Linked DNA regions of Mus musculus: all the other regions are linked to region 4. A link is a contact called in public Hi-C and HiChIP or PLAC-seq data. All regions are on one chromosome and are shown on one strand. Each heading gives the region's core, a stretch centred on a gene start, on an enhancer-like site or on the middle of the called end of the contact. The rest is flanking DNA. Distances are from core to core; before and after follow the strand shown. Region 1 overlaps Cdh13 (cadherin 13). Region 2 overlaps Cdh13 (cadherin 13). Region 3 overlaps Cdh13 (cadherin 13). Region 4 overlaps Cdh13 (cadherin 13).

Region 1 (6,082 bases), core at 2,760-5,259, 480 kb before region 4:
ATTTTAATTTGGTGCTATGGGTTGTGATTATCTCCTGCCTCAAAATTTAGCAACCTAAGAAAACCCAAATATTTACCGTCTGAGGAACAGTATCCTGAAGGGTTCCTGGCTGGGAGTCTTTCATGATTTTGTCATCCCGTCAGTCTACACATTAGCCAAGGAGCGAGCCAGCTGCAGACCCCACTGGAGCTGAGGGGCCCCTTCTAGATGACACCCAATGTGGCTCAGTTGCTTGCCAAGTGGGCCCCTCCACAGTACTCAGAGATACCTGTAAGACGTGGTAACTCATCGTCACCAAAGCATCCCAGAGGGGAAGGCAAGGTAGGAGCCAGCGTATCTCTCCCAGTTACGGAGTCACCTTCCAGACATGGGGAGCTGGTCACTGGGGGTGGCACCGTTCTGAAGGGGTAAAGAACAATTCGCTTCCACTCATTGAAGGGAGGAGTGTCAGAAAACCTGTTGACGTCATCTAAACCACGGTGTGAGTTCACACCACTTGCTTTTCAGCCAGAGAGACATGCAAAGGCTTTCTCGGAGTCTCAGAAAGGTCTGTCATCAAAGAATTGTGTGCCTCTGTTCCCACTGAAAGTCACCTGGGCAACGTTGACAATATGTTCCTGGGTGCTGCAGATGTCCGAGTATAGAGAGAAGACTTGTCACACCCATTCCATATTGTCCTCCTCATCTTACCTTTAAAGGGGTCATTTATATATATATATGCCCATATTTGGGTATGGATATTTGTATATATGTTTAAGTTTTTCACCATTCATTCTAAACATACCCAAGCAGTTTAAATATAAGACATCTATATTCTATTATGAAGAATACATTGTAATAAGGTTAAGGGCTTAACCAGTCTGCCATACTGAATAGGAATGGAAATATCCAGTCTGCCATATGGAATAGGAATGGAAGACACGATAAACTCCATAGATGGTCCACCGAGGGCTGGACTGTGTGCATGATACATGGGAACTATAAATAATTACTTGATGGGTGTGAGTGGATGTCTGTGGCTAGGTATAGGTATGTAGGCATGCAAGCATGACTGTATGTATAGGTGGATTAGTGGGTAGATGGAGATTGTAGGGTTGGGCTTGTACAAGTAGGTTCCAGTAGCTGTAGTCAGCAGAGTAATGCCATGCCCATGATACAGAAGACAGAAGCATGGGTAAAAATTGAAATTTCAAGCTGTTATTTTCTCTGGTCTTTGTATTCTACTCTACAATGTGGAGTCAATGGACCCAGCCAGTGTCTATTTGCTGTTTGCATCTAAAAGCAAAACTGAGAGCTATGGCCTGCTTTTGAGTCAAGACTGAGTAAACAACTCCATGTCTCTTGAAGACCTCTGTCTGTGCTGGGGGAACGGAAACACATAGATTTGGGTGAGCATCTACCAGGTGAGGCTTCTTGCCCATGGGTGTGAGGCCAACCATCAGGTGGGTAGCTTGATCTTGGTTGAGCTTCCTCACTTTTCCGATAGTCAGATGACAGTTTTTGCCCTATGTGGTCTTGACAGTGATAACTGGGGAGCTGGGCTTTGCCCCACCTCTATCAGATTATAGTCGAATCTCTTGGCCATGTACACATTCTCAGAGCAAGTGAAGAGGTGCAAAAGGGACAAACCCAGGCCTGCAGGTGCTTTTGAGGCTACTTGCAAGGTCCTTTAGCTCAGCATCTGTCAGCAGGGATGCTAAGTAAGCACAGACAGACATGAAGAATTAGGTAGTGCTTGCAATTCCTTACAGGAGAGCAAAGGGCTTTGCGGGGGACTTAAGATGGATCTGCAAACCTTTTCCTGAAAAGGGACAGATAGTAAATGTACCAGGCTTTGCAGACCCCATGCCTACCCTAGCCTACCTTCTTCTTCCTTGTCTCTATTTTTTCTCCCCTTCTTACTATACATTGCGCTGTCTTTAACAATCCCTTATAAACATCCTTTGTTTGCAGGCTATACAAAACTGGGATGGCTCTGAGTCATAGGTTGTCAGTTGATGGCTTGAAAGGAAAATGTTTGCACTCCAAATAATGTCCCGTTGACAATAGGACACCTGCCACTTGCCATTTGGTTTGCTCCACTCCATAGCCTGGTTGCTGAAGGGCAGAGGGAACTGACAACCATTGTTCCACCTTCAAAGAGGTGAAGTGTTTGGATGAACCTGGGTCCAGCCTGGGAGGGTATAGATGCTCACCCATGCCGTTCCTGCCAGCTCTCTGTCTCCCTTGCCCCTGGGGTTGAGCTTCCCTGAGGACTAGTGGAATGAAGAAGAAGCATTCAAACACAGTTGGTGAGGCGACACATTATGCTAATTCTGGCTCAACCTGGGTTGATTGGAGGCTAATTTCAAGAGCATCCAAAGCAAGGCAGACAGCAAAATAGTGCTTCCTCAAGCCCCATCCCAGGTTCCCCTGCCTCAGCATGGCTGCCCTTTCTGTGGGCCTTACAGCAACCCTCACAGTAACCTTTTCTATAAAGACCTTTTTAGACGCCGTGTTTAACGTAAGTCTAACTGGGATCACACTTATCTCTAAACATGACACACCCTTGGACTTAAGTCCACAAGCACAGCCTTCGTCACCGTTCTTCTCCTGGAGTCAGACAATGCACTTGAGCAACTGAGACAAGATATTGAGATGGTCACCTGTCTGTGTCAAATGTCACTCAGCTGTCAGGAGGAGACCATCTAATCTGAGGTGGTTCATATAGCCTCACAAGAGTGATGCTAGCAGGAGCCTCAGGAGTCCTGTGAAAAGAGATTTATTTAAAATGACTCCACCCGTTAGCTGACCCCACATGCCTATGCTTCCAGGGAGTTTTGTTGATCTACTCTCAAGCTAAGACTGGCTTGTGGAACAGTTGGCTTACTGTAGAAATTTGTCTCAGGGCAGTCTTTCCTAGGCTGACGTGCAGAGTAGCTTATGCACATTAGTTATGGCTTGTTATGGGTAGTAACAAACGGGCGTGGCATTATGAGTTCAAAGGGAAATACAACTGAATAAACTGGGAGCAGTGAGGTTAAAAAAGAGGAGATAAATTGTGTACTGAAGAAATAGTGCACAGGTGTGTGTGTATGTGTGTATGTGTATGTGTATGTGTGTGTGTGTGTATGTGTGTGGGTGTGTGTATGTGCATGTGTGTGTGTGTGTGTGTGTGTATGTGTATGTGTGTGTGTGTGTATGTACATGTGCGTGTGTGTGTGTGTGTGTATGTGTGTGCATGCGTGTGTTCACACACGTGTGCTTCTGTGGAGGCCGGTCAGCTTCTGATATTGTTCTATCCACTTGGTTCTTTGGAGCCAGGATCTTTCATTGGCCTGGAATTTACCAAATAGGTGTGGCAGGCTGGGCAGTGAGCCCCAGGGATCTACCTGTTTCTGCCTCCTCGGTACCAAGACGGTAAGATTGACATTACAGCTGAATTTTCATCGGGTGGGTTCTGGGGATCAAACTCAGGTCTTTGTGCTTAGCCAGCAAGCACCTCACCACCCAACCCATCTCCCCAGCCCTCACTGGAGTGTGCCACACTTTCTCAATCATTGGGACCCGGAACTTCTTCCGTGCACAGAGCGAGCCATAAGATAGAACTCTGAAAAACAAGCTGAGAGTCAGGGCCACATGAGGACTGCCCTTCATATGTGATGTCAGAGAATCCTGGCTGCCCTTTCCCTGGGGACTAATGGTCTGGAATGTGGGCCATATCTAATCCTCTCAAAGGCTCAGAGACCGCAAGTCCTGCCCTAGGAGTGGTTCTTCACCTTGTTTTGAGTCTTCTCTTTGTCCTGCAAGATCTCCTGCAGGGCAGCTGCTGACAGCATTTAATTGCCTTCAGTTATGACGTCCCAATGTCCAAGCCCCGCTGCCTCCCAACCCCACAAATAGTGACCATCCATATCGATTCAATTTGTAACGCTATTCTAGTGTTCAAGACGTCCATATAAGGCTGTGTACAAGCAAATGCTGCCCCTCCCTAGTCCCGGGCATCTCCATCCTGTAGCTTCGTGGGCAGCCTCAGCCCTGTGTGGCCCAGCAGAGACTCATTGTCTCTGAGTCATTGCCTCTTCCTGTTTGTTTTCCCCTCTCCTCCCAGCTAATGGCATTACCAGCCCCATTCAACCTCCAAAGTTAGAAAATCTGAGTACTTTTTTATTTCTTCCTTTTCCTTGATAACCTGTGAGCTGATAAATCCTCCTGACCCTATGTCTGAAGTACATGGCAACCACATCTCTCTTTCACTCGTGTGAACATTGCCCTAGTTCAAAGGTCTTTCTGTTGTTCTTGTTGTGGAGGTGGTGGTGATGGTGGTGGTGGTGGTGGTGTGTGTGGAGGTGGGGGCAGATAGAAGACAATCACAGGATGCTATCTACTATTTGTTGCTTGTTTTTGTTTTTGTTTTGAGACGGTCTCTCTCACTGACTTCACTGCCTGAGTCTCAGTTCAGGTAGACTGGTTGACCAGCAAGCCCTGGCAATGTGCCCATATCTACCTCCCTAGCACTAATGTTATAAGCACCATTCCACTATACCCAGCTGTCTTAAGGGGGTTCTGTGTATTACTCACAGAATCTTAGACTTGCACAACAAGCCCTTAACTGAGTCCCCTCAGGGCCTGGCTCCTCTTTGTTGTAGATGAACTATATAGTCTCTTTGCTCTGATTTCTTTCCTCATCTTATAACTCCTGCTATGGCTTAAAAACTCTCATTTAGGGGAGAGCATGCTGGATGTGTCCTCTTTGATTGCATCCTTGGCTAAGACCTTTAGTATTTGTGATATATTTCTTTTCCCATATATATTTACTGAGTATATTTATTTTTCTTTGTTATTTTATTAAGACTTATTTATTTGTTAGGTATACAATTTTCTGCCTACATGTATGCCTGTGCATCAGGAGAGGACACCAGATCTCATTGCAGATGGTCATGAGTCACCATATGGTTGCTGGGGATTGATCTCAAGACCCCTGGAAAAACTACCAGTGTTCTTACCCTCCTCTTTAGCTTAGTATATGTCTAAGACCATCTCTTAGACCAAGTATATGCCTAAGAGTTCCTTCTTCATGGATCTTGCCAGTGTTTCACATGCATCATGGTTTAATCATGTAGTAGCATTTTAGTCTCATGCTTGTTTCTGTGACAAAATACAGCTCAGGGTGAGAAAGGGCATCCTTACTCAACTTATAATTCCAGGTCATATTGTGGAGAAGCCACAGTGTCAAGAACTCAGGAAAGTTAGAGACACTTTATCATCAAAGAGAAATAAATGTATGCTAGCCTGCCTGCTTGCTTGCTTGCTTGCTTTTTCCTTTCTTATAGAGTTTATGACCCTGCGACTAGGGAATAGTACTGCCCACACTGGGCTAGGTGTTCTCACGTCAATTAACTTAATACAATCCCTCACAGTCATGCCCACAGGCCAACTCAATGTGAATAATCTGTCATGGAAACTCTCTTCCCATATGGTTATGAATGGTGTCTGACCCATGATTAAAATTTAACCATCACAAAAACAAGTACAGAAAGAGAGGTGGATAACTCAGAATTGCCCTTGAGTTGCCCTGGTAAGGGAGTGTCGTTGTGAGTCCACTCTTGGTGAACCTGGAGTCTTACTGGCTCTGTTCTGAATGAGTGTGCGGTAACGATGTGGTGTCTGCCTTCTGTACTCCCCAGTAGGGAGGGAGTTCTTGCTTCCCAGCATGCTTAAGGTATCAAAATTCGAAGGAACTGGGTTAGCTATTTGCTCACTTTTATGTCTGACTAATTTCTATGAATGAGAGGATGTTCAGATTGCACAACCGTATTCAAATGCCCTTTTCTCAAGTCAGACAAATTGGGTTGTCAGCCCTACCTGGCAGGGGGAGTACAGTTTCCAAGCACATTAGAGCTTTGTAGAGAACAAGGAAACGGCTGATAAAAGAGCAAACGATGCCCATTTGGCCCGTTAAGAGTCCTGTCTCCAGTCTTACTTTCCTTCCCCTTGGGCCTTCTGTCTCTGAAGCTCAGAACCTGGTTCTCTGTCCTCTTCTGATAACTCACCCACCTCCACACACAATCCCCATGTCGCTGGTCTCCCTCCTCCGTGGCCC
Region 2 (6,377 bases), core at 1,716-4,215, 450 kb before region 4:
TGTGCAGCTTAGATCCTTAGCTATCTGGATCTGGGAGGAGTCATACTGTTGCCCATCCAGAAGACTTCCTGGTACTCTACCTCTCAGAAGATGAGATCTCATCCCTCCACCTCCTGCAGGGTGTGTCTGATTCCTGGATCAGTCGCTTTTCTGTGGCTGTGACAGAATGCTCAGACAAAAGGCAGCTTAGAGGGGAAGGGGCCTCTCGGGGAGGCATGGTGGTGGGGGAGTGTGAGAAAGTAGGGCCAGGTTAGAAAACCTCAAAGCCTGTCCCCAGAAGACATACTTCCTCCAGCGATGCTCCATCTTCTGAAGCTCCCCAAACAGCTCCTCTAACAGGGGCCACATGTCCAAGCACAGGGGTCTATGGGGAATATTTCTCATCACTAATCACAGCTCCATTGGCCAGCTTTACCTTATCTGACATTCATTTATCTCTGCGCTCCAAACATGGACAATGTATCCCATTGATTTAAGGGAGACACTGTCATCTTGGACAATGTATCCCATGGGTTTAAGGGAGAGACATGTCATCTTGTTACATTTGCAAATTGAAGATCATAAACAGCAGGACTTTCGCCGTATGGAAAGGAAATTATGTAACTTCCAATGCATTAAATTATAAACAAGAGAAAGACACATTTCCCAAGCATCACCACGGAAACTTTTCACTGCTGTCTTTGTGCTTGTTGTTACGTAAATCTGTCCGTGATGAAGTCAAATGGGGGACCTACCCCTTCTTGTCTTCTCAACACCTCACTTGGGGGCCCCAGTGGCTTGAACTTAGTAGTGAAGTATTTATACCACAGGCATTGGCAGACACTGTAAGTCAGGGCGTGATTTTGTCTTTTGTTGATGACTGGGACTGGCAGCCAGCCAGTATTCTTTTATATAAAGCTCTACAAAGCTTGATTGTAAATATCTTAGGCTTGGCGGGTGTTGGACTCTTCTGCAGTTTAGAGGGTGAGAGCAACAGAGAGGCTCTGACTCAATAAAACTTTATTTACTGAAACAGCCGAGTCATGGTTTGCTTGTATCTTGTCTAGATGTGTAAAACTGAAAAACTGATGGGGAGAAAGGTTAATGACATGTGCTGGGGATCTAGACCAGTACCAGGTGCTAACCTAGAATTTGCATGGCCCTAGGTTCAGTCCCCATCACTTTGAAAATGCCGGCGGTATCTCAAATCGAGAATGTGCACCGTGTAGTATATGTTCTATCGTACATGTTCCCTTCCTCGCAAAACAACCAAAGGCATACTCCCAGTGTTCAGATTGTTATAATTCAGAGAGATGCCTCTGCAGCATTGACAATCAGAGTGGCATCCTTGCTGCATTTAAGCATCAGTCTTGGGGATGGAGAGCTGGCTTCGTGGTTTAGAGCATCCTCTGTTCTTACAGACAACCTGAGTTCAGTTCCCAGGCCCCACATCAGATAGCTCCCAAGCACCTATAATCCCAGCCACAGGGGATCTGGCACTCTCCTCTGTCCGCAATGGACACCAAACGCACATACACGCACATGCACACATACACACACACATACACACACACACACACACACACACACACACACATACACACACAAATACATACACACATACATACACAAATATACACACATACACACACATACACACACATACATACACATACACACACATACATACACATACACACACATACACACACATATATACATACATACACACACATACACACACACACACACACAACTCTTTAATAAAAAGAGTGGCTCACTGATCTGGGAGCTGTGTTTCTTCACCAGCTATGATCTTAGATCGGCAACAAGTGTAAGAAGTTGGCAAAAAAAATAACAATGTCATCCTGTAAAAGTCAACTGGCTATGTCCAGAGTTTTCAGCGGGGACTATTAGATATTTCACTGTTATGGTATTTGTCTTAGAGATTGGAAATGTGGATTATACATTTTGTATGTGTCTAGCAGTGAGCCTGGTACTTTTTGTCAAGTGTCAGTTTTTTAAAGTATTTTACTAGATTCACACACACACACACATATATATGTGTGTGTGTGTGTGTGTGTGTGTGTGTGTGTGTGTGTGTATGTGTGTAATATTCTGAAATGAATACTTACACCACTGCCCTCAGGTTTTCAGCCTTTCCTTGGAATGAGCACTGTTCATTCTTGCTCCTCCCACAACCTTTTCAACTTACAGCTTCAATGTTATTTCCTTACAGAGCGCCTCCCTTGACTTCCCAAGACCATGCCAGTCCCCTCTACAACACATTTTTTTGCAATATTTGCCTTAATTATAGTTAAAGGATGAATTATGTGCTGGCTTTTTATCAGAAGAATGCAAGTATCAGGAGGGACAGTCCACGTTCCCTATCACCGTGTCCCCTGAACCTCATACAGTTTCTTCAAAGTAGTCCTCACTCGATTGATTTGCAGCTGGGTTAAACTGTGATGCTGATTTTTTTTTTTTAGAAGACGTCTATATTTTAAAGTTCTAGCCTCAGTTTGATCCAGCAAAAGTTAAATTCATCAGGCCAAGCAATCAGCGTCTTCTACCGTACCACTGTGTACTTGAAATCCAGTTTTGAGGCTCCTGTAGCTGCCGAAATCAATGCCCACTTTTTTTTTCCAGGTATGGTAATTATTTTTCATATTGGTATTGACTGCCTCTTTAAAGATCAGCCAGGATGAATCTATTTCTCAAGCTGCTGTAAATGATGTCAGACAGGAAGAAGAGTGGAGGAGAAAGAGGTCTGTTGGCGAGAGATTTATCCCTCTCACCCCAGCTGGAGAAACTATGGCCAGCTTGCTAGCTACCCATGCCAGGTGAATGCCCGGGCTAGGAATGTTCTAATCTACATGCTGGCCAACATTCTCGTCTCTCAATGTTGGTTGCCATGCTGACAAGCAGTCTGCAGTTTTAGATCTGCTGGGGACTTGTTTACTCACTCAGATAGAGTATCAGAGGCAGGGAGCTGACTCAAGTCAGCAATGTGTTTGCCAGGCCTGCCAGAGGACCTGAGTTTGGGGGTGTGAGCAGGGTAGCTCTAAATGGAAAACAAAGTGTTAGTAGAGGAGAAAGTTATATACTAACATCTGAAGGGCGGACACTCCTGATTTAGGCAAGTGTGGCCAAATTATCCATGAACTATGGATATGGATGATGTATGGATCATAGATTGTATCACAAACAGGGCTCGCCATTAGCTCATCTCAGTCCATTTTGTTTGTTACACAGCACGTGTGGCTGCCTTGTGTTAAAATGAAAAAATGCTGGGAGCTAGAGAGACACAGACACACATACACACACACACACACACACACACAGAGAGAGAGAGAGAGAGAGAGAGAGAGAGAGAGAGAGGGAGAGAGAGAGAGAGAGAGAGAGAGAGAGAGAGAGAGAGAGAGAGAGAGAGAGAGAGAGAGAGAGAGAGAGAGAACACTGCAGTTAAAAGCACTGGCTGCTCTTACAGAAGTCCTGGGTTTGATTCTTAGCCTACGCATGATGGTTTACCTCCATCCAGTTCCAGGGGATCTGGTGCCTTCTTCTGACCTCTGTGGGCTCCAAGAAGACATGTTGTGCATATACCTTTATGCTGGCAAAACATACACATAAATAAATTAGATTTTTATTTAAAAAAAAAAGCCAGTCAATCTGTTGTGACAGATATTTGGTGCCCCCTCTGCCCTGCCAAAGCCTGAAGTATTTTTTGAGAGCTTTCTGGGCGGAAGGAAGAACCAATGAGATAGAGTCACGATGAAAAGTGTCCTGTGTTGAAGAAGTGCAGCACATGGCCAGAGCAGAGTAAGCCAGCGACTTGGGGGTGGTGGTGGTGGTGGTGAAAGTTGGAGGCTGGGCAGGAGGGCAGCCTGGAGGCCTTAGAAGAGAGAAAAGAGATGTGGTGTTCCAGAGGAGGCCAGAGTTCTAATCTCAAACTGGCTCACAGGAACCTAGAGATTGCTGTGGACTGTGGCAGCCACTCTGAGTGGGGACATAGGGTTCAGAGGCGATCAGGAGCTTTGAATAGTGGGGACAGAGCAGGATGGACAGAGGGAGAAGTTCATCTAGGACATAGCCAATTAATTGGCTACCTTCACTGCTTCTTGGGTCCTGAGACAAGTTCTGATATGATCTGAGGTGGGCAGGCCTTCCCACTCCAGTGTAACCAGCCATTGCATGGGTGTCTTTCAGTGTTAATACTTATGGTGGAAAAGGAACACTGCCCAGGTGGCCCCCAAAGGGATAGTCATGAAGATCTGCCCATGTCTGTGCTCTCAGCAGCCGGATTCCTGGACCCTTCACTCAAGTGTGGTCTTGAGGGTATATTCAATTGCCCATTGCATAGTGTATCCATTACATAGAGGGTAAAGGCAGCTGAAGCAAGCCTCATCAGGGGGTACCCCCACAAGCTCAGAGGAGGCTGTTTCAGACCAGTAAGTGGTATAAAGTAGTCTATTCCCCAGTCTATATGCATGTGTGCATGCATGCACACACATACATGTGTATACATGTTCATGTGAGTATATAATTATGTGATGCATGTGTATACATAGCTGTGTGGAAATCGGGGGTCTGTCTTCGGTGTCCACTTTATTTTCTGAGTACCTCGGACTTGCCAAATGAACTAGACTGGCAGACCAGTGAGTCCCACTGTGCCTCTTCAGTATCCGGTCGTATACCACCATGCTTGGCTTTCTTCTGTGGGTGCTTGGGGTGAGCCTCTAGCCCCCAGGCTTGCCCAGCAAGCACTTCGCCAGCTAATCTCTCTCCCAGGCCCCTGAATTTTAAGACCTTTCAAATATTATCGATGACCTAGGAGTGCTCCAGAGAGGCACTTTGCAAAGGAAGCAGGCAGAAACAGAAAATTCCCAGGGATTCGATCTCTGTAACAAAATCGAATCCAACACCTGTGATCTGCAGACAGCTCTCATCTTTTTCCACGCCGGGCAGATGAACTGTGGTATTATCACAAATACTCCAGCCACAGATGCTTTAGCGACAGAGATAGGCCCTGTCACAGGAGACAGGGCATGTAAGTCCTTGTCATACAGCGGCTCTGTCCCAACAGTGACTGTGCTATTCATAGACTGGTCAGGGGGACAAGTGCCTTGCTAAACTTGGCGTGCAACAGTGTGGTCATTTACGAGTTTTGATGCCATTGAGTCTTGCTGTGGGGCTGGATTTTGTCACAGCTACCAGAGTGGTCAAATCAAGACATTGTTCTTTATGATTTATCTCCAGTCTGACCGGGTTGTGTGTAATGGGGAAAGAGAGCGTGTAGATTTTAGGACTTAAACTGCCTCCAGGTGTGGTTTGACTCAGTGCCTGTGAGTGTCTATGAGCCCTGTGGGGTAAAATTGAAGGTGTAGATGGACTCCAACGTCATTACCCACTATGATCTGACGAAACCTGAGACCACAATGTTGCTTGCTGCTCAGTAATACATTTTATCAACTCCCCTCCTGGGCTGAACATCGCAATGCTGCCAGAGAAAGCTATTTGCCTGGGGGCTGCTGTATGTGTGTGTGCGTGTGTGCGTGCATGTGTGCGTGTGCGTGTGTGTGTGTGTGTGTGTGTGTGTGCATGTGTGTCTGTGCATGAGATCACACAGGAGGTGGGGAAAGACCCTTCAGCAAGTTGCTTCTTTAACTTGGGTTTCCAGCAACCAGTAAAGACTTACAGGCTCTGCTTACAACATGCTTGGCTTGGCTACTTCCTTGAGATTGACAGAATGAGAAAAACCCAACTGGTGCTCCCCAGCCAGCTTTAGAGGTTTCTCTGCTCATTTGAATTCAGCGGAGCTGGTCAGTCTGGCCCTGGGAAAACCCGCAGGAGGAAATCAAGAACCAATGGGAGTCGCTCAGGCAAAAACCTGAAGTGCATAGGAAATGAATCTTGCTGAGTTTTGGCACCCAGGCAGCCACACTATGGTTTTGCTCTCTGCCTTTTTCCTAGTGGAAGAGACTGGTTAGAATCTAGAAACATTGTTTTGTTTCTCCTTCTTTGGTGGAGCCTTACCCCAGGGTGTGATGAACACTAGAGGCACGCACCTCATTTAATCAAAAGAAGTAGTATTTAGAATTGGGCCCTAAGCCAGGCCTATCATACTGGCAGCACTCAAGAGACCCGAGGTGTGGGGATTGCAGGTTTGAGGCCAGCCTGAACAACTTAGGACCGCAGGCTGGATTCCTTCTGCTCAGTGTTGCTCAGTTTGTAAGGGGTTTGGGTGGTTTGAATGAGAGATATCCCGCATAGGCTCATGTGTCACTTGCTCTCCAATCAGTGGGGCTGTTTAGGGCAGATGACGAACCTTTAGAACCTTTGTCGGAGGAAGTGTGCGGCTGGTCGCATGCTTGGAGGGTTTGCAGTCTAGCTTACAT
Region 3 (6,605 bases), core at 2,925-5,424, 390 kb before region 4:
GAACCAAAGTGAATTAAATATACATTCTTGGGCTAGGGATGTAGTTCAGAGGTGGACAACTTACCTACCGAGCATATGCGAGGTCCCGGGCCCCGTCCCCAGCTCTGTCAATATTAAAATAATGTAAATAATAAATAAAGGCACAACCTTGTTCTCAGAAGCTTTTTATCTGTTTCTCATGTTCCTCATATCACATTCCGAGAAAGAGAGATGCATCCCCCAGGTCAGATGACCATGAGGCTTGGAATCTTTGCCCAGCGCCTGACTATACATAGGCCATGTGACAGAACTGCGAACTCATCCTCAGGAGGTCGACAAGTAAAACACAGCATGTTCCTACGGCCTTTCCGGGCTCCCATGTGCTCGGAAGGACCCCAGCATTGAACTCGTAAGCGAGACAATCTCTGTCTTTATGGTCCAGATGGGGCAGGGTGGCATTCTGACTCTGGATTTGAGTGAGCCCTTGATGGAGTCATTCACAGATGGCTGCTGTAAATACAACCTTTGCAGCATTAAGACATTTTAGACGCAGCCAAGCAAGTGGCCCATGGCATGGAGGTCTCAGAAGCGACTGGAAGCATCACCAATGCATCGCCTGCCAAAGCCATTCCTCAGTTCGTTTGGTAATGAGCATCTCCAAGAGCAACATGGGGGAACTTTCCATCAACTTGTGAGAAGGCAGGGTGTGAAGACACTCACTGTGCACTATGAGGAGGAGTCAAGAGGCAATAATAAGAAGGGGGGAAATTATGGGCCAAGAGCCAAGAAGATACTTTGTGTAGAAAAGGAAGGGGAAAAAAAAAACTGTTCCACCCCTCCTGTCCAAATGAAAAAGAATTTAATTGAGTGTTCTTTATTTAGGTGAAAAAAATACCCTGCTGAGTTCCCAGTGTTTCATTATCCAATTGAGCTTGGTACCTCAAGTAGCAAAGGCCATTCTCCCAAATGAGTATTCTTATTTCCGTGTCAGTCTGCCCATGTTCAGTGAACCCCTGCTAGGCCACATCATTTAAAAGTCAGACCCCTGGAAAAATATTCAGACCCAATATAGTAACCGAGCAAGCACTGATATCTCTCATTCCATTCCGCTCAGCTTCTTCCCTCCTGTCTACTGAGATGCTCAGAATCAACAAGGCTGTTCCCCAGACCCTTTCCCAAGGCGTTGAAAGGCCTGTGAGGAACTATAGAAGACTCGGAGGCATCTCAGGGTAACTGTTTAGGCTGGAAGATGGGCCCCTCAGTTTAGTTTCCCCTTGAGTCAAGAATGAAAGGGACAGCCCGAGGCAGCAGCGAGTGCCCTTAAGTCGGAGCATTTGCTGGATTGGGTGGCCAGGCTTTGCTGGGTGGCAGTACGACTACCTCCTTGCTAGAAGCCCCTTAGATTACCCAGACAGGAAAAGGGAGATAAGTGTAACAAAAAAATGCTTCCTACCATTCACCAGCATTGTGAAGACGGAAACAAACAAACAGCTGCACTTGTGTTCTAGAAAATACTTTCTTCTTTTCTATTCCTTTTCCTTTCCCCTGGGGCATCTAGGAATGAAGATCCTTTCAAATTCTCCCCCTCACCCCCAGAGGCAAGCTCTTCAGGAAACTGGTGAACCATTGAGTTGCTTCTAGGTCTGGTCCAAGCCACGTGCAACACATTTGGTTCATTCAGAAAATACTCTTGCAAGTTGTATTGTCTCGGGGGCTTAATTTCTCTTTGACTGAGTGGAACAGTGCTGTTGTGACATCTTTGCAAACAACTTGTAAATTCGAAGCCTGTTCGGCGCCATGTCTCAGAACTCCAAAGCAGTTATGGTATTTTATCTAAGCCGTAGAATAATTCAAACCAATTTTTCCTGACTCTAGTTTCTTCCAAGTTGATCGCTCTGCCTGCGTCTTTTCTCGTAGAGAGTGGAAACCCACTCCTCTCAGCCCGCATCGACACAAAAGCAATCTGTTTCCGAAAGATTTAGGACTTAAAAAATAATAGCTACAGAGTGCTCCATGCCGTCTCCTCTACAGTAGAGTTCTCATCCCATTCCACAGAGAAGCCAGGGATGGTCTCAGAGTACAGAAACTCAGCCCCTGTCTTTCCTTGGTGATCTGTTGGTGTCTGATTGCAATGTCCATTTGCCTGGCTCACACACTCTGTAGCCAGCTAAGACAGCAGCAGGCTGGGTCCTGTGGTTACCAAATCCAGGTCTAGGCACAGAATAATTTTTTTTATAAAACATTTCAATGTATTACTATTTACTTTGTGCATTTAGCATGTGTGTGTATGTGTGTGTGTGCATGCATAAATGTGTATATAAATGTATGTATGTATGTGTATGTATATATATGTATGTATGTGTGTGTATATATATGTGTGTGTATGTATATATATATATATTGCTCAAAAGACATATATAAAATATATATATATATATATATATATATATATATTGCTCAAAAGACAGTTTTCAGGAGTTGGTTCTTCTATCACATGTCTTAGGGTGGGATCCTAGTTCTCCAAGCTTTGTGACAGTGCCTTTACGTGTTGAGCCATTTCTCTGGGTCTAACAGTTTAAAAAACAAACAAACAAACAAACAAACAAACAAAAATGCTCTTGAGCTCTGGGATGCAGAATCTGAGAAAGATGCAAAAGGTTTTGCCCTCCTGGTGTTAACTCACAGTGGCTTTATCTGTCTGGTGTGCCATGTGTCCTTTTCCTGGTCCTCCCAGCCTCCCAGAGAAAGAGGTAAGCACACCCCACACCCCCCTTTTACAGTGGAAGCCCAGGTTCCAGGACGGAAGAGAGGCATACCCAGTGTAATTCAACTAATAGATGAATGCCCTCAATCATCTGAATGGAGAGAGAGGCAGGGTTCATCAGCACTGTAGTCTCTACTGCCCTCTGTGGCCCGGTGGAGGGAGTGTGTGGAATCTATTCCATTTCCTGGTCAACTCTCTTTGTTTTTGGTTTTGAGACAGGGTTTTGCTCTGTCGCCCAGGCTGGCCTCAAACTTCTAATGATCCTCCTGCCTCCCCCACTCCCTGCCAGGTGCTGAGATTGTAGGTCTATTCTACCATGCCCTGCTCTTGGCTGATCTCTTGATTTTAGGATGGGAACTCTTGAGTAACTGTGATGGTTTGTATATGCTTGGCCCAGGGAGTGGCACCATTAGGAGGTATGCCCTTGTTGGAATAGGTAAGGCCTTGTTGGAGTAGGTGTGGCCTTGTTGGAGTAGGTGTGGCCTTGTTGGAGTAGGTGTGGCCTTGTTGGAATAGGTGTGGCCTTGTTGGAATAGGTGTGGCCTTGTTGGAGTAGGTGTGGCCTTATTGGAATAGGTGTGGCCTTGTTGGAGTAGGTGTGTCACTGTGGGTATGGGCTTTAAGACCCTCAGCCTAGCTGCTGAGAAGTCAGTCTTCCACTAGCAGCCTTTAGGTGAAGATGGAAAACTATCAGCTCTGCCTGCACCATGTCTGCCTGGATGCTGCCATGCTCCCGCCTTGATGATAATGGACTGAACCTCTGAACCTCTAAGCCAGCTCCAGTGAAATGTCGTCCTTATAAGAGTTGCCTTGGTCATGGTGTCTGTTCACAGCAGTAAAACCCTCTTAGACAATAACCCATACATTTAGTAGTTCATGGAGCAACAGGATAGGTTTTCTGTTCCAGGCTGCATACTCTGGGAGCTATGCTCTCAGTGTGGGAGACTGATAAGCCATCTTCCGGTGGAAATGCACCTTTCCCCGGGTTGATCCTTCTTATGAATTTTCTTTCCATCCTTTGATCTTTAGGTCCACTTAGGATTCTTGGGCTGATACAAATTCTGAACTTGTGCTTTAGATGTTTGATAACGGGCTGTATTAGGACAGACTCTGCCTTTGCGGCTGAGAGGTCTCCTGGAGCTTCCCTGCTGAGACACGTATTTAGTCACCATTATATGAGGCTGGAGGGGATCCAGCAGCAGGCTGGGGAAAGGGGGAAAGCTGGGGTGTATGGCACCCTCTCCTTCCACGGGTAACAGAAGCATGCCAGGTTTCTGACATGGCTGTGTCTGCATGTGCTGGGGGCCATCTACCCCAAGAGGCTGAATGCGGATCTTTTTCTTTTCACCAGGACTGGGTGGCCACTGGGGACAGGACGTCATCAACCTTTCCTTACCCAGAACAAGGGTGTGGTGGATCTGATTCTTGACCACGTAGTTAGCATGAGTCATTGACCATTGTTTTAAATTTCGGTTTGAAAGCTGCACGAAGTACAGATGAGATAAACACCGACTTGTCTCTGGAATAACATGCTGTAGCTTTCCCCATGAGGTGAAAACAATGGAGGTGCCAGCTGTTGTTGGCTGAGATGTGCCACCCACTGCTCAATACCACAGTGGCTTGAGAGAGCCCAGGCCTTACATTCTCATCCATACAAAGCCCAGTGGGACAACGGTGGCTAAAGGACAATGGGAGCAAGGACAGATATGGCCACAGGACAAGCATTGCCATTGTGTGCCATGACACAAAGCTCTAGAGAGAACAGGCTCTGTTGTCACTGGGTCTTGATGCAGTTCAAGGGCAGATATTATTGATATGACACCTAACCCAAGATTTTGGGAAATTCTTGTCACACCACTTAGGCAGTGATCTGAATAGACCCGGCTGGGTCTATTGGTGTGTCTGAATGACCTTAAGAAATGAGACCTGCTCACCACCTCACATCAACACCGATGTTCATCTAGATTTTAAAGGTAGCTCCCCTACCACCCAAGAGGTACTGACTACCTCCGTGTTAAGGTAAAATGTTATTTAGACTTAGGCATGCAGGGTGATTTAATTCAATGTTAAAGACATGAAATCTACTGGTAAATTTGTAAGGGCACAGAGTTACAAGTCTACAGTCTCTATGTTTATGTATGTATATGTATATTTGTGTGTGTGTGTGTGTGTATATATATATGTGTGTGTGTGTGTATGTGTATATGTACATCTATGTATTTGTGTATATGTGCATATGTGTATATGTACATGTATAAATATATTTGTATGTATGTATATATATCTTTGTGTTTATTGTTTATGTTTGTGAGCATGTATTAAATGTGTTTATGTATTAGCATATATGTGCATGCATATTTATGTATAATGTGTGTATGCCATGTCTAGGTCTATATTCATATGAACACATGCACACACATACACACACACTTTTTAACTCCATCCTGGGATTTCTTTATACTGTGTATAAATAATACATAATAAATACTGTGTATGATAAACTGTATTCTTCTCAGTGTTCTCCCTGATGACTGGCCTTGGGTCTGTTCTATCCCTATGATTGACCAGACTAAGACAATAGTTAGCTGTTGCCCAGTAAGGAGACACCTTCTCTTCCCAGTAGCTGTGAGCTGAGACAACTGTTGTTGGTGATTACACTGCAGGCCAAGTCTCCTACAGGTCTGTGTTTTAAGTGGAGCCATGAAAGTGGCTCTTACTGACTGTACCATGTTCCACGTATGGGAACCATCCTCCTGTTGTGGGTTGCATTCCTCACCAACCCCCGCTTTCAGCTCTGATAAAGCAAAGTGCATGAAGCAGTTAAGCTTGCTTGCAGGAGTGGTGCAGCCCATACGCTAATATTAGGGCTCAGGTCTGTCTGGTTTCAGATCTCTTTCCACACTACGTAAAATATTCATGTGCCCATGAAAGCTTTCCTTTTCTCCCAGGGACTCTTGCTAAAATGTGTTGCTTGGCTTTCCATGTGAGGTTTTCTGAAATGGGTTGAAGATCCTAGCTATCGCTCCTTACCTGCCACTCCAAAGGGAATGGAGTCCAGGGGCTGCAGGGGGTCATTGATGTGAGCTGTTAGCCCAGGTCAACTTTTCCTCCCAGGGGCTGTGGAATGTCTGTGTCCCTCAGGGCCATTTGTAGAAGTTGCTGCCCTGCTGTCGGATGGGCATGAGTTTTACAAATGTCCGTGCGTGCCGGGGAGTTGCCATCACTGAGTGCTCAGGCTGGCCTCTGGCTGCAGGCCATCAGCGGGTTTGGGAAGCTGGCTGGTCTCTACTGGGAAACGTGCTTCAGCTAGACAGGGGTCTATAACTTGATTAGGAAGATTCCAAGTTCCCAGAGAGGACTCTGGCAAGATGCCAGCAGGGTCAGCACCGTCCAACCCAACCAGGCCATGGAAAAGGGGGATACATGAAGAAGCTGTTTACAAAGTAGACATGGAAGCACATTTCTGCAATTGACCTTCCCGCCTCTTCGCAGGTCCCTGCTGGTGTCCCATGTTAAGAATCAGGAGGAGTTCTCGGGAGAAAGGGACTGGGGAGGGTATAATGAAAAGTTGCAGGGTTGACCAGAGTCTAAGAGCTACATACACAACTGAGCTAACAGTGCTTAACACTTTAAGCTGTGGTTATATTTCCATCTCTTTAGTTGTGGGGTTTCTCTGGAAGAGCGGTATTGACCACTAAGCAAGGCCCTGAGCCAAATTGCCTAGCGGTTGTGTTGCTGGCTAGCATGGCTCTTAAGAGGCAGTTTGGAATCTGACGTTTGCAAAAGTGATAAGACAAGACAAAACAAACGAACAAAGACCCTGGTTTCCTGGGCTCTGCACCAGCTCTTTCTATCTGATTGC
Region 4 (6,391 bases), core at 2,306-4,805:
AATCAAACTGAAGCCAAATGCAAAGCTGTACTTCTGGCATTGGACAGATTTTAGACATGGACAGGGTTCATTGGCATTTATCCATCCTAGGTTAGTCATGTGGGCACGGTGAGTTCACAGTTCTTGAGAAATGAGCTGTGTCTAACATACTCTGAAAGCATCCCAATTTCAACAAAACACATTTACAGACTTCTTTGCTTTGTGGCATACGAATATAAGTCAGAGCACTCCCTCTTCTCTTCTCTTCTCTTCTCTTCTCTTCTCTTCTCTTCTCTTCTCTTCTCGTCTCGTCTCGTCTCGTCTCGTCTCGTCTCGTCTCGTCTCGTCTCTTCTCTTCTCTTCTCTTCTTTTCTTTTCTTTTTTCTTTTGAATTTGCATGTGCCTTTAGGACACAGTGGATTCCTAACTGTGACCTCTAAATATGCCAAGCACTTAGCTGTGACCCAGGTCCTCAGTCTCTGGCCAGCAATTGCCCCTTTGATCAGAATATCAGAGTTCCTTTCCCAATCCCTTCTCCGTGCTTTTGGGGTTTTACATCCAAGTTTTAACTGTGAGTTAGTCTCCTTCCAAACTTCTATCCCCAGTGGCCTTCTTGTGGTTGCCCCGATATTAAGAAACTGGGGTAAAATAACTGAGTAGCTGAGAAGTGATTCTCATGGAACTCGTGAGTGACAGAAACCCACTCAGACAGCTGAAGTCAGGGCCAGGCATGCACTGTATCCTACTCTCAGGACATCCAAGGCTGCAGGTGGCTTCAAAGCAGCTAGATCCAGCCTGAGGCTGTTTGTAGTCTTCTTTGGCTGAATTCCATTCCACCATCAATGGGATTTTTTTCCCTGTGTGGTCACAAACAGCATCCTCCTAGCCCTTGACTATCCAGGCAAGAACCTCTTCATCACCAGCTACGTCAGACTTTGCCCCGGGGAGACGGTTTGACAAACACCCATTCCTGAAGCCACTAGGTTCCATTTGTCCTGAAGTTCATTCCCCTGTGGGTGAAAAATGAGAACAGTTGGACTTGTCTCTTGCTATCCTCACTCAACAGGCAGGACTAGTACAAGAAGGGGGCGGGGCTTACTATGTAAATGTGTAGTTACCAGTCTCCATGGTTCTGCCAGGGTGTAGCTGTCTATGCAGCACTGGAATTTCATTAAACAGAACTTGGCATTTGGAGAGAGAGATCCCAATGTCTCTTTGCCATTGCGATTCCCTATGACAGAAACACCTACCACAAGTTGCCGCAGGTTGCTGGGTAGTAACATGGTCACTGACAGTCAATGCTGCCCATGGGGTTCCTGATCATTAGTTGGGAAGCAGTCCCTTTAAATTACTGAGATTCATCCACTTATGTACTTCTCTTCCATGCTAACAAAGAAAAGAGAGAAATGTCCCCAAGTGTTAATGTTCTATCTCTGGAATTGAGTTATTTTTCCAAGGCAATAAAATTTGAAGATTGCAATTAGTTAACCATTATGAAGACAGATCTTCAAATATTTCTCTCACTGTGGTGACATTTAAAATGCTTCCTGCTCCACCAAACAGCCCATTGGATTTTTCTCTGTATCTTTTCATAATGGCTAATTGCTAAGCAATTGATTGAATCCCCCTTTGTTCCTGTGTAATTTACTAAGTTGGCCAGAACAAGCGGCTTGACCATTTCTCGGCTTGCTCGTTTTGGTCACCTAGAGGGCAGGCTTTGGGCTAGAGATATGCTTATTTGGTTAAATTCTTGTAGACCGTCGATCTGACTATTTAATGTAGTGACTTAGGACAAAAGTTCAAAGGACACGCATATCTAAGTGTCCGCTGGGGAGTCTCTTAGCCTGCCTAAGCCTTGGGTTTGGACTTGGAAGATAGAAACAAGATTCTACCTCATACCGCTTAAGGAAGGGTCATAAGATGTGACTGCTTGTCAGGGCTCAGCCCCCTGTGTAAGCAACATAATCTATCACGTGAGTTGGCTTTTTAATAACATTTTTTATTCTTTGCATTTCATGCATTTATATAATGCACATTGACCATATATGTCACCTCCTGACAATACCCAGTAAGTGTCCCCATCCCAGTTCCCTACCAAAGTCATGCTAGGTACTCTTTTTATTTATTTCTTTCTATTGTTAAGAACCCCCTGAGTCAGGATCTGGAGAGGCGGCTCAGCAGTTGAGAGACACTTATTGTTCTTGCAGCAATGTAGGTACTCTCAGTACCCACACTGGGTGGCTCACGACTGCCTGTGACTCCAGCTCTAGGGGATCTGACACCCTCTTCTAACCTCTGTAGGTATTACACACACATGCACAACTGCATCCACAAATACACATAAATTTTAAAGATTAAATGTGTGGCTCATACTGGGCCATGAGGAACCTACCAGTGGTCATATCCAGAAAAGAAGGCGATTCCCTCCCTCAGGTGCTATAAGCTGCCAATAGATCCACAGCCAAGAGTGGAACTCCAACCCCTCCCCCCACCCATGCCTGCTGCAGTGTTAACTGTTTCTTGTGCTGATCATGTGTAGGTAACCAGAGCTGCTGCTGTGCACATCAACTTCAAGAAGTTTGTTATTTTCTCTGTCAGCTGCTGATGATGCAAATTTATAAGAGCTTGGACCAAATCCTTAACCTCTGTGCCTCAATTTCCCCAGTGGGCAAAATCAACGTAAGAATGCCACTGCTCATGTCTTAGGTTTATCTGATGGTGGGAGTTGAGGGGAACATGATGAGGGGTGGGGTGAAAGGGGACAGTGTGAGGACAGTGAGGGGACAGTGTGAGGACAGTGTGAGGACAGTGTGAGGACAGTGAGGAGACATGAGGATGGACCCAAAGGAAAGTTCATGGGTCGCCAGGCATGACCTGTATCCTGCTGCTGGGCACTCTTTCTAGAAACTTCTCTGCCTTCTGCCCTCCCAGAGAGTCTCCTCAGAGTCTGATCTTGGGGATTAGCATTCACAAATGCAGAGTGGCTGCCTCACATGCACAGTGGTATTCTTCAACACTGACAGTCCATCCAGCCATGTCTGCTACGTGTTAGGAGCCATGGTGAAATCGTCTCTATAGAGGATTGGGGCCGGGCAAATAAAGGGACAAGGGATGTCAGCCCTGAGCTGAGGAGTTGCCACCTTTGGAAGGGTTCTCTGAATGATGCCAGTGTGTGTTTTCTCACTTCTAGATGTTATCACAGGATGATAGGTAACGGATGCTGCTTCCCCCAGTCCCCGCCCATCTCCCACATAAAAGAGACATCACACTTGGAGAAAAGTAATTTCCCCAGAGCTGAGTCCAAAGAAGAAACATAAATCCGGGTGGCGCAAAGGAACAGGATCAAGGTCTCCTTAGCCACAGCCACCTTCGTGAGCGTAGAACTAGCGACTCCACGCTGCTATCTCTAAGGGGGAGGGTTGAGCTGCAAGTGTGTGTGTGTGTGTGTGTGTGTGTGTGTGTGTGTGTGTGTGTGTGTGTGGTCACGAAGCCTCCTGCAGTCTTAGATTCAGGGAGTTGGGCGTGGGGGCTGACTGTTCCCTTACTTTAGGTAGCCTGAGCTGTGTATATCAAGGAGGCATGCCCAGGCACGTGCCCAGGGATCTGAGGGGAACAATTGTTACACATGACTCACAGGCAAGCGTATCTCAGAGGTGGGGATGTGGTTTTATTTGCAGTTTCCATGGTATAATTGTCTTCATCCCCAAACCACAGAAACCACTTCAGTGAAACTGAAGAAAGACGCTGGTGTGCTAGTATATGCATGAAATCCAAGTGCTTGGGGGATGCTGAGACAGGAGAATGAGAACTAGAGATCATCTGAGCCCCTGTCATGGGGTGGGGAAGAAATAGGGAGGGGGTGAGGAGGGAGAGGATCAGGAGGAAGAGAGAGAGAGAGACAGCAGGCACTCTGTGGCTGTCTGGCTCCCCCCCCCCCCCCCCCCCGGCGGAGTGAGGGTGTGTGCATCTGCAGATAATACTGCGAACAGTATTGCCAGCATCCAGGGAGGTGCAGAACCTGTGCTGAATGGCAGGTGACAGGGTGTCCTCAATGGCAGCTCTCCCCTTGCACTGCTCACCCTAGTCCCCCTAGCAAGTCTCCTGTGGGTACCAGGCCCTCCTCACATCAGAGAGAGCTGAGGCTTAGAGAGATTTAGTGACGGTTTCTCCGAAAGTGGATAATCGAGGTATGAATAAGAACTTGAACCTGAAGCTTGAGCCCGATGCTCTGAACCCCACCTCCAATGGATGATGCACAGAGGGCTTGATTCCCCTCCTCTGAACTGGGAGGGAAGCCCACTCTTTCCATGTAGAGCCTGTGTTCTCTGTAGGATGGGAAAGCACAGGCACTGTGTTTCAAGGCAAAGCAGACAGGCCCTGCCCCTCACTCCGAGCAGTCCACGTGTGCAAGAGTGCTGCTCACACGCAGAGCATATCCGTGCTCTCTTTTACATCACAGCATCGATTTAGTGTTAGATCTGCCCCTCTAGCTTAGATCAGGGTCGGCCCCCACACCAGAACCGGGGAGGGCCAAAGGGAAGCATTCAGCCTGAGGTCCAGCAGGTCTCAGATCTGATGGACAGCTTTGCCTGAAAACCCTGCTCTACTAGTTAAGGTTCCGCCTCCATCTTTGGAAAGTGAGGCTGACACACAGGCTGCTTGGATTACAGAAGTCAGTGTCAAAATATAAAGCAAGGCCCCTGGGAAGCTGTCTGCCCCACAGTGCTGATGCTGTCCCTTCTGTTTGCTTCGTCTCCCATGGAGTCCAAAGGGACTGTCAAACAAGAACCCTGCCACAGAGCCACAAGCTCAGTCCACACTAAGATGGCTGAGATGAGGCCAGCAGGGCTCACCACTCCTCTCCCGTCCTCACACAGCGATCTGGGGAGCCTGAGCTTTCTGTTCTCACGCTCACTATTAAGGGCCCAGCCCAGCACAGTTTTTAGAGGCAGAGGCTTTGTTTTCTTTTCTCTCCCCGGAATGTGACTTCCATTACAGGAAGAGGCAGAAACTTGATTAGGAAGGATGGAAACACAAATGGAACCGTGTCAGGTCTCCCAGCAGCCTGAGCTATCCCGCGCTGACGATGGATATTTCTCACTCCATTCAGGGCTCCCTCAGATGACAGCCATTCCCGTCATCGTCAAAACAAAAGGCAGCTCGATGGGGCTGGTCAATCCGTGCCCTTTGCTTTTCTTGGATAAAAAGAAAATGACTTAACTAAATCTTCTTTTCTTTTGGATGAAAAGGAACTTTAAGGAAAAGCAGTTTAGTAGCAAATAACTGGCTTGAAGATAGAAGTGGGCTCCACTTAGCCACCTTCTCAAGTTGGATACAGGGGGAGGGGGGGGGAGTACCTGAGAGCAGGTTTGTGGCAGTAACAGCATCAGGCCAGCCACCACCAACACAGCCATTGTCGTTTGCAGAAAGCATGGAAGCTGCAAAACTCTTGTCTCTGTAGCCTCCCTTGCCATCACTGACAGTCTCCCTCCCTCCCTGATATACCACATCGTGCCTCACTGGAATTTCAAGCTAATGGTGGTAGTCTTTTTCACATACAGATAGCAAAATCTGTGTAAGGCTGACTGAAGAAGAATAACCATAAGAAGATGAACCCTTCTCAGTGTTTGAGTCTTCCCTCCAACTTTGAGGATTTGCCCTAAAGAACAACTCCAAATGCAGAGTACCTTTGCCCTCTCAGGGACATGTTCGCAGTAGCTTTGTTCACAGTGTACAACTAAGATAGTCACGCGCCGGACATCGTGGGAATGGTTGTTCAAAGGTGGGGTTCCTGTTTCAAATTTGAGAAGCTGTTTACAAAGAGACGTTCAGTAAGGATAAGTAACGTGCCTGTGATGTCATACACAAAAAAGGGGACATTTATACTCACTGTCATTCCTGCTAAAATCTCAGCGAGGATCTCTGTAGGCAAGCTTATTCTAAACTGTGTATGAAAAAGTACAGACCTGGGATAGCTAAGCAACCCAGAAGCAGATCACATCAGGGTTCTCACTGTAATGGCGTCATGGTAACAAGGTCAAGACAGTGTTGTGCAACAGAGGGACAAACACAGATCCATGAGGCTAGACAGAGAGCCCAGGAAAATACCCACAGGACACAACCAGGTAGCTCTTTGGTTTCAATTGGTATCTGGTTTGCCACAGAGTGTCACATTTAGCCCAGGCTAGCCTCAAGCTCCCAGCGTAGCTCAAACTGGTTTTGAACCCCTGATCCTTCTACCTCCTCTTTCTGGGATGACAGCTATCTAGCACCATGCCCAGTTTTGCTTTGAGTGTGGCAACTTGGGAGAATCTTCGGGACACCACCAGATCCCCTTCACCTGAAGTCCTCTAAATGGCGAGATGATGGAAACGGAGGAGAAATTAGTGATTGCCAATAGGAGGCTATGAAA

What was found. Hi-C and Micro-C count contacts between places; a contact is called where the count stands out from the background. HiChIP or PLAC-seq counts read pairs in DNA pulled down with a chosen protein or histone mark.
Region 1: a contact with region 4 is called in an H3K27ac HiChIP or PLAC-seq map of extraembryonic endoderm stem cells, with 4 times the contacts expected there. The contact joins two enhancer-like sites. A contact is called at or near these places in 3 of 115 datasets of contacts at active chromatin or transcription factors (embryonic basal ganglia, extraembryonic endoderm stem cells and trophoblast stem cells).
Region 2: a contact with region 4 is called in an H3K27ac HiChIP or PLAC-seq map of extraembryonic endoderm stem cells, with 3 times the contacts expected there. The contact joins two enhancer-like sites. A contact is called at or near these places in 5 of 115 datasets of contacts at active chromatin or transcription factors (astrocytes, cardiomyocytes, embryonic basal ganglia and 2 more).
Region 3: a contact with region 4 is called in a Hi-C map of extraembryonic endoderm stem cells, with 1.8 times the contacts expected there. The contact joins two enhancer-like sites. A contact is called at or near these places in 4 of 39 promoter capture datasets (the 3T3-L1 cell line, 3T3-L1-derived adipocytes, hippocampal neurons and 1 more), 8 of 484 Hi-C or Micro-C datasets (the C2C12 cell line, the HL-1 cell line, cerebral cortex and 4 more), 4 of 115 datasets of contacts at active chromatin or transcription factors (astrocytes, embryonic basal ganglia and stem cell-derived neural progenitor cells) and 1 of 9 other capture datasets (embryonic stem cells).

Annotation. Positions count from the first base shown.
Region 1 is chr8:118,346,347-118,352,428 of GRCm38.p6, forward strand. All of the region lies in intron 1 of Cdh13 (cadherin 13), which reads left to right. Among named protein-coding and RNA genes, the nearest start is that of Gm51555, 16 kb to the left of the region's middle. Within about 2 kb of position 4,010, at least 31 of the 459 cell types and tissues checked have an H3K27ac peak or open chromatin away from gene starts, as enhancers often do. A contact at or near this core is called in extraembryonic endoderm stem cells, where this site is marked.
Region 2 is chr8:118,374,091-118,380,467 of GRCm38.p6, forward strand. All of the region lies in intron 1 of Cdh13 (cadherin 13), which reads left to right. Among named protein-coding and RNA genes, the nearest start is that of Gm51555, 43 kb to the left of the region's middle. Within about 2 kb of position 2,966, at least 29 of the 459 cell types and tissues checked have an H3K27ac peak or open chromatin away from gene starts, as enhancers often do. A contact at or near this core is called in extraembryonic endoderm stem cells, where this site is marked.
Region 3 is chr8:118,440,682-118,447,286 of GRCm38.p6, forward strand. The region is part of intron 1 of Cdh13 (cadherin 13); the gene reads left to right. Among named protein-coding and RNA genes, the nearest start is that of Gm24035, 17 kb to the left of the region's middle. Within about 2 kb of position 4,175, at least 21 of the 459 cell types and tissues checked have an H3K27ac peak or open chromatin away from gene starts, as enhancers often do. A contact at or near this core is called in the HL-1 cell line and extraembryonic endoderm stem cells, where this site is marked.
Region 4 is chr8:118,826,881-118,833,271 of GRCm38.p6, forward strand. All of the region lies in intron 4 of Cdh13 (cadherin 13), which reads left to right. Among named protein-coding and RNA genes, the nearest start is that of Gm31893, 230 kb to the right of the region's middle. Within about 2 kb of position 3,556, at least 34 of the 459 cell types and tissues checked have an H3K27ac peak or open chromatin away from gene starts, as enhancers often do. A contact at or near this core is called in the HL-1 cell line and extraembryonic endoderm stem cells, where this site is marked.